Regions from separate parts of the Sus scrofa genome. Here region 2 is linked to region 1. Evidence: chromatin contacts called from public Hi-C data. All regions are on one chromosome and are shown on one strand. Each heading gives the region's core, a stretch centred on a gene start, on an enhancer-like site or on the middle of the called end of the contact. The rest is flanking DNA. Distances are from core to core; before and after follow the strand shown.

Region 1 (4,320 bases), core at 751-3,250:
TAAATTGTCTTATATGCTTTGAGAGTATATAACACTAGGTTGACAGTTACATACTACTTGAGGATATCATTTCCCTGTCTTTTCTGGCTTCTAATATTGTTGTGGAGAGGCTTGCATCATTCTTTTTTTATAGCATTTTTTTATTACTCAATCACATTTATAGTTGTACAATTATCATCACACCCAAGTTTTATAGCATTTACATCCCAAACCCCCAACCCACCCCCCAACCTCTCTCATTTAGAAACCGTAAGTTTTTCAAAGTCTGTGAATCAGTGTCTGTTCTGCAAAGAAGTTCATTGTGTCCTTTTTTAAAATTCCACATGTAAGTGATAGCATTTGGTGTTGGTGTCTCACTGTCTGACTGACTTCACTTAGCATGATAATTTCTAGGTCTATCTATGTTGCTACAGATGCCATTATTTCTTTCCTTTTAATGGCCGAGTAATATTCCATTGTGTATATGTATCACATTTTCTTTATCTACTCTGTCAATGGACATTTTGGTCGTTTCCATGTCTTGGCTGTTGTATATAGTCACATAAGTCTAATTGCTGTTTCTTCACAGGTAGTGTGTCTTTTAAGATTCTCTCCATTTTGGTATTTGTAGTTTCATTTTAATGGGATTATTTGTAGATTTCCTTTTATTTATTCTATTTTTTTTCTTTTAGTGCCACACCCACAGCATATGGAAGTTCCCAGGCTAGGGGCCAAATCAGAGCTGTAGCTGCCAGCCTATACCACAGCCTCAGCAATGCCAAATCTGAGCCATGTCTGTGACCTACACCACAGCTCACAGCAATGCCAGATCCTTAACCCACCGAGTGAGGCCAGGGATCGAACCTGTGTCCTCATTGGTATTAGTTGTGCTTGTTACTGCTGAGCCACTATGGGAACTCCCTATTTATTCTATTTTTTAAAAAATTCCTGATGTTTGGAAAATCCTTAGCTGCTATCTCTTTGAGCATTGCTCTTTCTCCATTCCCTCTATAATATCCTTCTAGATTTCCAAATAAATATGTGTTAGACATTCTTACTTTACTCCCCATATGTCTTTCACCATTAAAAAATATTTCCATTGCTTTATATCTCTTGGTTGCCTTTGGAATATTTAACTACATACTCTAGTTCTCTAGTCTGTTCTTAGGTGTTTCTATGCCTAAGTCTGCACATTGAATCTCTAAACTCTTGGAGGTGAGGAACAATATATTTCATCTTATTTGAATGTCTGGGACATAGCCTGTGATTGTAAGCCTTTGCTAAATTGAATTGGTTGGCATGTCTGAGGATAACTATTGGCATGATCTTCATGTTCAATCTAAAGTATAAACCCATGCTGAAATGCAAGTTGGTTATCTGTTGACAAAGAAAGAGGGACCATGGGGGCTCACTGCTTGTGATCATGACATACAGAACTGGTTGGACTGTAATGCTCCATCTGTGATTAAAGGGCAGGTTCAACCAGGCAAAAGAGCGTGGCAGGCTTGCTTACCAACTGTGGCTAAGCCAGGCTCTCTTTTTCAAACAAAACTCCCAAATATCATACTGTTTACACAGGAAATGAGACCTCATGCCAAGCTGCAGACTTAGGGAAAAGCCACTTTTGAATCAGGTTACCTCGTGAAGTTTGATGTAGGTTTGATCTTGACATTCTCTCTCACTTAGAAGTACATGAAGGAAGCTTACTGTCAAGACAAACGAGTTCAGTAAGTCTCAGAAAGCTTGTTCAGACTAGTTGTGGTGTCTCATACCAGGCCCCAGGTAAATGGGGAAGGTAGGCAAGGAGTATATTCAGTCTACCCTTGGAAACACCTGCTGCTCTTGCTAATCGCAGCTGTCCGTCTTTTAGGTCTCATTAAAGTGACGATTCGCCCCTGCTGTCTTATGGAACAGATGTCTGCCCCTCGGTTTCTGTGCCCAGCTGCTGGTTGCCACAGTCATGCAGAGTCAGAGTCTCAGTCCAGAAAAGATATGCATGACTTCAGAGGGAGTTTCCCAGAGTGTTTTTGGCAAGAGGGGGTAGGGCCGGTGGGAAGGGTGAGCCTCTCCCTGTGGCATTCAGTGTCTGGCCCTTGGCCATCCTTCAGTGGGAGGTTCTTGGGGAGAAGCACGAAAATCAGTCTTCGGGGCAGTTCTACAAAAGGACATGTGGTGTCTGCTATTGGTTTTGAGATTCCATCCAATGAAAAAGGAATTTCAGAATACAGTAAATTTTTTCCTCATGGCGTAGGTGATTCTCAGGCTAAGCCACATCTTCTCTTTGTCAGTGCTGGTATAGAATGTGTCAGAGCCACAAAGAAATCGCTGGCCCATTGTTCCAGAGCAGGCCAACTAAAGCCTTGTAGTCCCTAATCTGAAATCCTGTCTTTCACGAGCTTGGTAGTATTCACAGTGATCCCAAAGAATGTCATCAAATGATCATAATTAGACTACACTGAGTTAACTTTATTCTTCTTAATAAATATGTATTAAAAAGCATACAGTAGAGGTATCGGATAGAAGCAATGAGGGTCAAAGCCTGGACGTCAGGAACATTGACTGAATTCAATCCCAATAAAACATAATCCCACAGCTGGATGATTCCTTAGGTCCCCCAGGAGCCACCAGCTCTTAGGTCAGTGGGGAAGAACAGATGGCATCACTGGTAGGTCCCATTCTGATTTCCTCTGCCTGGAAATCTGCTTCATCTCAGCTGGAGATTTCAGCTTTTTCTGATGGCAGTGATTTCCATCTGGGCCTGTGGTAAAGAATAAACCTCTGAACCATTAAAATTCATAAAGCCATTAGCAGTTAATATGTAAAAATCTCTTGAGGTGTTTTTGTGCACATGACTGTGGTCTGTTTTGTGTGAAAACAGTCACACCTGTGGAGAAAATTCAATATACTTATAAAATTTGAGCTCTTATGCCAAGACCCTTTGACTCATTGTCCCAGAGATGAGGTAAGAATTATATGAGACATCAATGGTGAAAATGCTAGTTTGAAGATGATAAATGTCTCTAGCATCTTCTTATGCAGCTCTCTCTAGGGAAATGTGTGGAAGGAAATCTGTGTTAAGATTCTTTGAGTTTCAAAAATTTAGCTAGGAATTACAATACAGTCGTTTCAGTATTAGATAGAAATCTAGAAAGAGGGAAGACCAGAGCAAAGGTCATTGACAGGGTAGACTTCTTGCTCACCCTAAATGTCTTATGACCAGGAGGGTGGTCTCTGACCATTTCTTTTCTCTCTGAGGAAAAGCAACCACCCACTGCTTTGGACAGCATCTGGCATCTTCCCCAAATGAAGGCCAACCAAAATATCCCTCCAAACATTTCTTTGAGAACAGAGTAGAGCAGACATGAGGAACCTACTTCCTTCCAGGATGCAGGAGTGATGTAGGCTAAGAGTGACGTGGGAAGATGGTGAGCAGGTACCCTTTCTAATGAGGTCAGTACCACAGAAAAATATGAATCTGGTATTTTCAGATATTTAGACTTCTCAAGAGATTCTAAGATTTTAGATTTTTATTTTTTATTTTTAAAAATTTTAGTCTATTTATAGCCACACCCCTGCATGTGGAAGTCCCCAGGCTAGGGGTCAAATCGAAGCTGTAGCTGCCGGCCTACACCACAGCCTCAGCAATGCCAGATCCAAGCCACATCTGCAATCTACACCACTGCTCATGGCAATGCTGGATCCTTAACCCACTGAGCCAAGGCCAGGGATCAAACCTTTGTCCTCATGGGTACTAGTCAGATTCATTTCCACTGAGCTGTGACAGGAGCTCCAGATTTTAGATTTTTAGTTGAGATTTCTTGATTTTTAAACATTGATTTTTTTTTCCCATGTAGGCCAAATAAACCATGTCTTTGGGCTGGATCTGACCTGCTCGCTACCAGTTTTCAATACAAATGGATATGTTCCATGAATTTTAGTTGAGGTCACCTAGTGCCATGCATTTTCCTAGATGCCATCTAAGAGTCACCTGCATCTGCTCCTGGGAAGTTCACAATCCAGAGGGGAAGAAAGACTGACTGGCAAGTGGATCATCTGAATACACCGTGGGCTGTGGGCAGCGTACCTGAGGGACATGTCAGAGTACCTGTAGAGCAGACGTGTCGTGGAAGGCCATCTAGAGGCAGTGAGGCTGGAGGATTTGCGTCTTTAACCTTGAATGTTGAGTGTTAACCAGTGAAAAAGGTATGGGGGTAAAGAGATAAGAACACAGTAGGAAGAATTCACAGCTGGAGCTGGGGATGAGCAGTCTGGACTGTGGAAATACGTACATAGCTCAGTGACTGACACAATGTGAGACTGGGCCTGGAGGGTCCAAAGAGG
Region 2 (4,395 bases), core at 1,564-4,063, 290 kb after region 1:
TCAGAAAGAATCAAAGAAACATTTCTAAAAGATAGATTGATTTCCAGGCCTCCACACCATACCTACCATGGCTTAGGGTAAGGCCAGGATTCTGATGCCACCACTCATCCCTCTGCCTGCCCCTGGGAGCTCATGAGCCAGCCGGTTCCAAACCATTCCTGGCCGTGACTCCAAGGCAGTCCTTTCTCTAGTTGAGATGTTTCTCTTCTTTCTTTACCAGCAGTTCAGATGCAAGAGAAACTCCCTGAAATACAAGGAGGGAAAATATATCTCTGGCAGGGGTTTGACAGCATCTGTCAGCTGTGTTTTTTGTTTTTTATTTTTTTAGGGCCTCACCAGCAGCATATGAAGGTTCCCAGGCTAGGGGTCTAATCGGAGCTGTTGCTGCCGGCACACCACAGCCACAGCCACAGCCACACCAGATCTGAGCCACATCTGTGATCTACACCACAGCTCATGGCAATGCTGGATCCTTAACCCACTGAATGAGGTCAGGGATGGAACCTGCCACCTCATGGTTCCTAGTCAGAGTCATTTCCACTCTGCCATGATGGGAACTCTGCATCTGTCTGTTATGAATCTGTGCTGAAGCAGAAGCAGGTGCTTCCTGGGAGGTGCAGGAGCAAAGCTCTCCTTTAGACTGTTGCCACTTTTATCCCCATCATTCATCTTCAGTGAGAACCCCTGAAAGGAGACTGAGAGGTTCAAAGACAAGCCTTTCTCCTTTGACAGCCTCCAGGGTCTGAGAAGTAGGAGCAGGAGCCACAGGATCTGTGCTTTTGCTTGGCACCAAGAGAGGGCACCAGAAATGACGATGCCTCCACAATGGCCTGGATTCAGTTATGGAAGATGCAAGCTCTGCTGCTGGAACCCATGCCTTCTCCTCCCCCAGATCACACAGCACTGGGAGGGTCTCAGGAAGAATGCTGAGAGTGAAGAGTCAAAAGCAGGCAGGGAATTGTGGCTGGATTTATTTATTTTTTATCTGAGCCTCTAGATGCTGTATTCAGGCTCTTGATGTTTTTCCCATTGGGTTCTAATCTCTGTGGTCACAAGGCCCTTCCCATCAAGGCCGTCCTAATCCAAAATCTAAAACAGATGTTCTATGATCAAGACAATAGATGGTAAATGAAGAATCTGAGGATCAGCTGAAACTTATCTTTAAATATTGCAGGTTATAAACTTCATGAGGGTGGAAACCACGCCTTTCTCACTCACAACTGCCTCCTGAGGGACCCTCACCACCTGGCATGAAAAAGGGGCTCAATAAAGGGTGGGTTTAGCAGCGGTCCAAGTTCTGCCACCATGGGCCAAGGTGCTAGGCAGGCCCCAGGAAGTCCTCCCCACCAGGAATGATCTTCCTCTTCCTTCCAGGCTCAGCTGCATGACCCCCGCTCAGAAATGGTCCCTGAACACCCTGTTCAACATCGGGCTCTTCCATCACGTCTCTACCATGTAACCGTCTCTAGTTCTCCGAGAGCAAATGTCACAGTCTCCAACTCTGGTTTTCTAATTCATTTATTAGTATTTTATTACCTGCCTCCTATACCATTAATAGCAGCACTGCCTAACCCTCCACCCACAGCACCTGAAACAGGTTCTTGGCCCCACAGGCACCCTGTGAATTTGAGTTGAATGAATGAAGCAGCATTGGATTATGCGAACAAGAGAGATGCTTCTCTCCATTCTAAAATGCACGTTTTCTTGGAGTTCCCGTCCTGACTCAGCAGAAACAAACCTGAGTAGTATCCATGAGGACGCATGTTCAATCCCTGGCCTCACTCATTGGGTTAAGGATCCGGCATTGCTGTGAGCTGTGGTCTAGGCCAGCGGCTACAGCTCTGATTTGACCGCTATCCTAGCCTGGGAACCTCCATATGCCATGGGCGCGGCCCTAAAAATACAAAAAATAAAACGCATGTTTTATTGTTCTGGACCTAGGTTGCATCTTACAGTGAATGCGCATGTTTGAGGGTGTGTTTCGCTCCCATTCCTACCTGAAAACTCTTTCTTAGTGTATCAAGTACGCATGTTGGAAACCATGTCTTAGCACCAATGCAGGACAGCAAACACTATCCTGAGCTCTGTAGCTTAGCTATCTCCAAACCCAGGACACTCTTTCTGAGCAATGAGGAGGAGAGAGGCACATCAAAGGGAATCAAATAAGGAAACCAGTGCCCAGGAACAGTCAGGAGGAATGTAAAGCATAAAGGATGTCAGTAGAGGTCAGGGCGGGCTGCCAGTGGTCTTCATTGGGCACTGAGCTGTATGAATTTCTCTTCCTCTCCTGCCTCCCCCATCCCACTTTGGTGTTGATTAATGTGCCAGAGACCACGCCTCTGATGGCCTAGAGTCCTGGGGTGGCAGGACACATGGGCCTAGTCCTCATGGAGTCCTGGGCATGCACAAAGCTGAAGGCTCCACTCAGGGGCTGCTTGGATTGGAACTTGAAGCCTTCTACCAAAGTGTGGTTCTGCAGCAACTGCTTCAGAACCAGTCAGAGTGTGCATAACACGCAGATTCTTTGGGCCCAACCCCTCCACCCCAGAATCAGCCTCCATAAGCAGTGCCCAGAATCTGCTTTTTAATAAGCTCCCCACCCCCCAAACACGATTCTTATGTGAGTGGTTCTTAAACTTAACAAATGAAAATGAAGGAAGTATATGATTCACAAAGGGAATTAACTCAACTCCAAGCAGCTTCTATTACAAATGAGAAAGGAATCCCACAAGCCACTGCTGGAGGCGCTCGGGTCTGGAGTGAGGTCTCGTCAGCAAGGCAGGGCCTGGGGGCAGAAAACAGAGCTGGGCTCCGGAGCGTCCGCCTCCTGTTCTTGGCTGCAGCCTGACCCCTGGTGGTCAGAGTGAGTGGTTTAGTACAAAGGACCCAGAACCTTTGGCTATTTGGGATGCCAGGAAATGTTGTAACAAACTCCACCTCAGCAACCAAAGGCTCTATTGCCAAAACTAGGATGATTTGAGGAGGAAGATATTCGTATGTTATGGATTTTCCAAATTCCTTGTTTGACCTCCATTGTTGACTCATCCTGTCAATGCCCCTCCCCAAACATCTCTAGGTTGCATTTTAGCTACATTTCTGCATCTCATCTGAGGGAAGAGAGCAGGACAAGGAGTTTTGTTTTTTGTTTTGTTTTTTTAAGGCTGGAGATGTGGCCAGAATTCGCAAACTAAAAACAGGTCACAGGTGTACCCACAGTCTCCCTAATGCCGCTGCCTTTTCCTCATCAGCCCAGGTCCACTCTGCCTCTCACCCGGCTGGCGCACCTGAACCCACAGAGGAGTGAGTGAGCCCGTGAGCCGGCCTCACCGTGGCAGCAGTCCTCCCTCTGCCCACCTGGTAAAGGGAGGCTCATTTAGCACCAGGACATGGAACCTGTCAACTTGCTGAAGCTCAGCCTCTCCCAGGATGCAGGTGGTCATGAAAACAGGTAATTTAAAGAAGTCTCTCCAGTAATATACCACCCTCTCCCTCTCCTTTTTAATTCTTAGGCATTTGTAACAACAGAAAGAGATTATCAGACTTGAATGATGAATAAGAGTGTGTGTTTGCATTTCCAGAACTGAAATACAGAGCTCAAATCAGTGACTGCAAAAAAAAAAAAAAAAAAAAAAAGCTGAGTTATTGTAAAGAAGGTAGCAAATTCAGAGAGGGGAAAGTTCAACCCAGAGTCAGTGGAAGGGAAGCTCTGCCTGAGAGGCAGGACCTGAGTTGGTTCAGGGTTGACTCTTCAGGTGTTTGCACACTTGTCTGAGAGCTCTCTGTAAGGAAGGCTTTGAGCTGAATGCTAGGAAGTCAAAATAAATAAAAATAAGGCCTCTGACTCCTCCCTTCAAGTTCTTAGTCTTTCGGGAGGCTGTGGAAAGTCATAGGAGCCAACAACTATCACACTATTTGGACTCTGATTTTTTTTTTTTTTTTTTTTTTTTTTTTTTGGCATTTTAGAGCCCCACCCACAGCATATGGAAGTTCCCAGGCTAGGGGTCAAATGGGAGCTGCAGTCACTGACCTACACCACAGCCACAGCAATGCCAGATCCTTAACCACTGAGCAAGGCCAGGGATCAAACCCACATCCTCATGGATACTAGTTGGGTTCATTCCTGCTGAGCCACAACAGGAACTCCTGGACTCTGAATTTATGTGGCATGTTTAGCTCTTTGATTTGCTGTGTGATTATCATCATCTCTCTTGTTTGCCAAACCCATAGAAGTTTACTTCATTCTCACCATAATCCTAACATTATTTACTACTTTCCCCTTTGTATAAATGAGGAAACTGACCCCTTAGGGAGAACAGATATTGTATCCAAGATCAAATAGCTGGGAAGTGGGGGAGCCGACCCAGCATGAGCCTGACTCCAGAGCTCACTGTCACC

What was found. A called contact is a pair of places that touch in the nucleus more often than the background predicts.
Region 2: a contact with region 1 is called in a Hi-C map of embryonic fibroblasts, with 2.8 times the contacts expected there. The contact joins two enhancer-like sites. A contact is called at or near these places in 2 of 47 Hi-C or Micro-C datasets (embryonic fibroblasts and liver) and 1 of 2 datasets of contacts at active chromatin or transcription factors (skeletal muscle).

What each region holds. Positions count from the first base shown.
Region 1 is chr1:181,133,176-181,137,495 of Sscrofa11.1, forward strand. The region is part of intron 1 of LOC102162767 (a long non-coding RNA gene); the gene reads left to right. Among named protein-coding and RNA genes, the nearest start is that of TMX1, 200 kb to the left of the region's middle. Within about 2 kb of position 2,001, at least 12 of the 83 cell types and tissues checked have an H3K27ac peak or open chromatin away from gene starts, as enhancers often do. A contact at or near this core is called in embryonic fibroblasts, where this site is marked.
Region 2 is chr1:181,425,833-181,430,227 of Sscrofa11.1, forward strand. LOC106509105 (a long non-coding RNA gene) reads right to left here. Exons shown (of 3, transcript XR_001306366.2): 2 at 67-244. Among named protein-coding and RNA genes, the nearest start is that of GNG2, 57 kb to the right of the region's middle. Within about 2 kb of position 2,814, at least 18 of the 83 cell types and tissues checked have an H3K27ac peak or open chromatin away from gene starts, as enhancers often do. A contact at or near this core is called in embryonic fibroblasts, where this site is marked.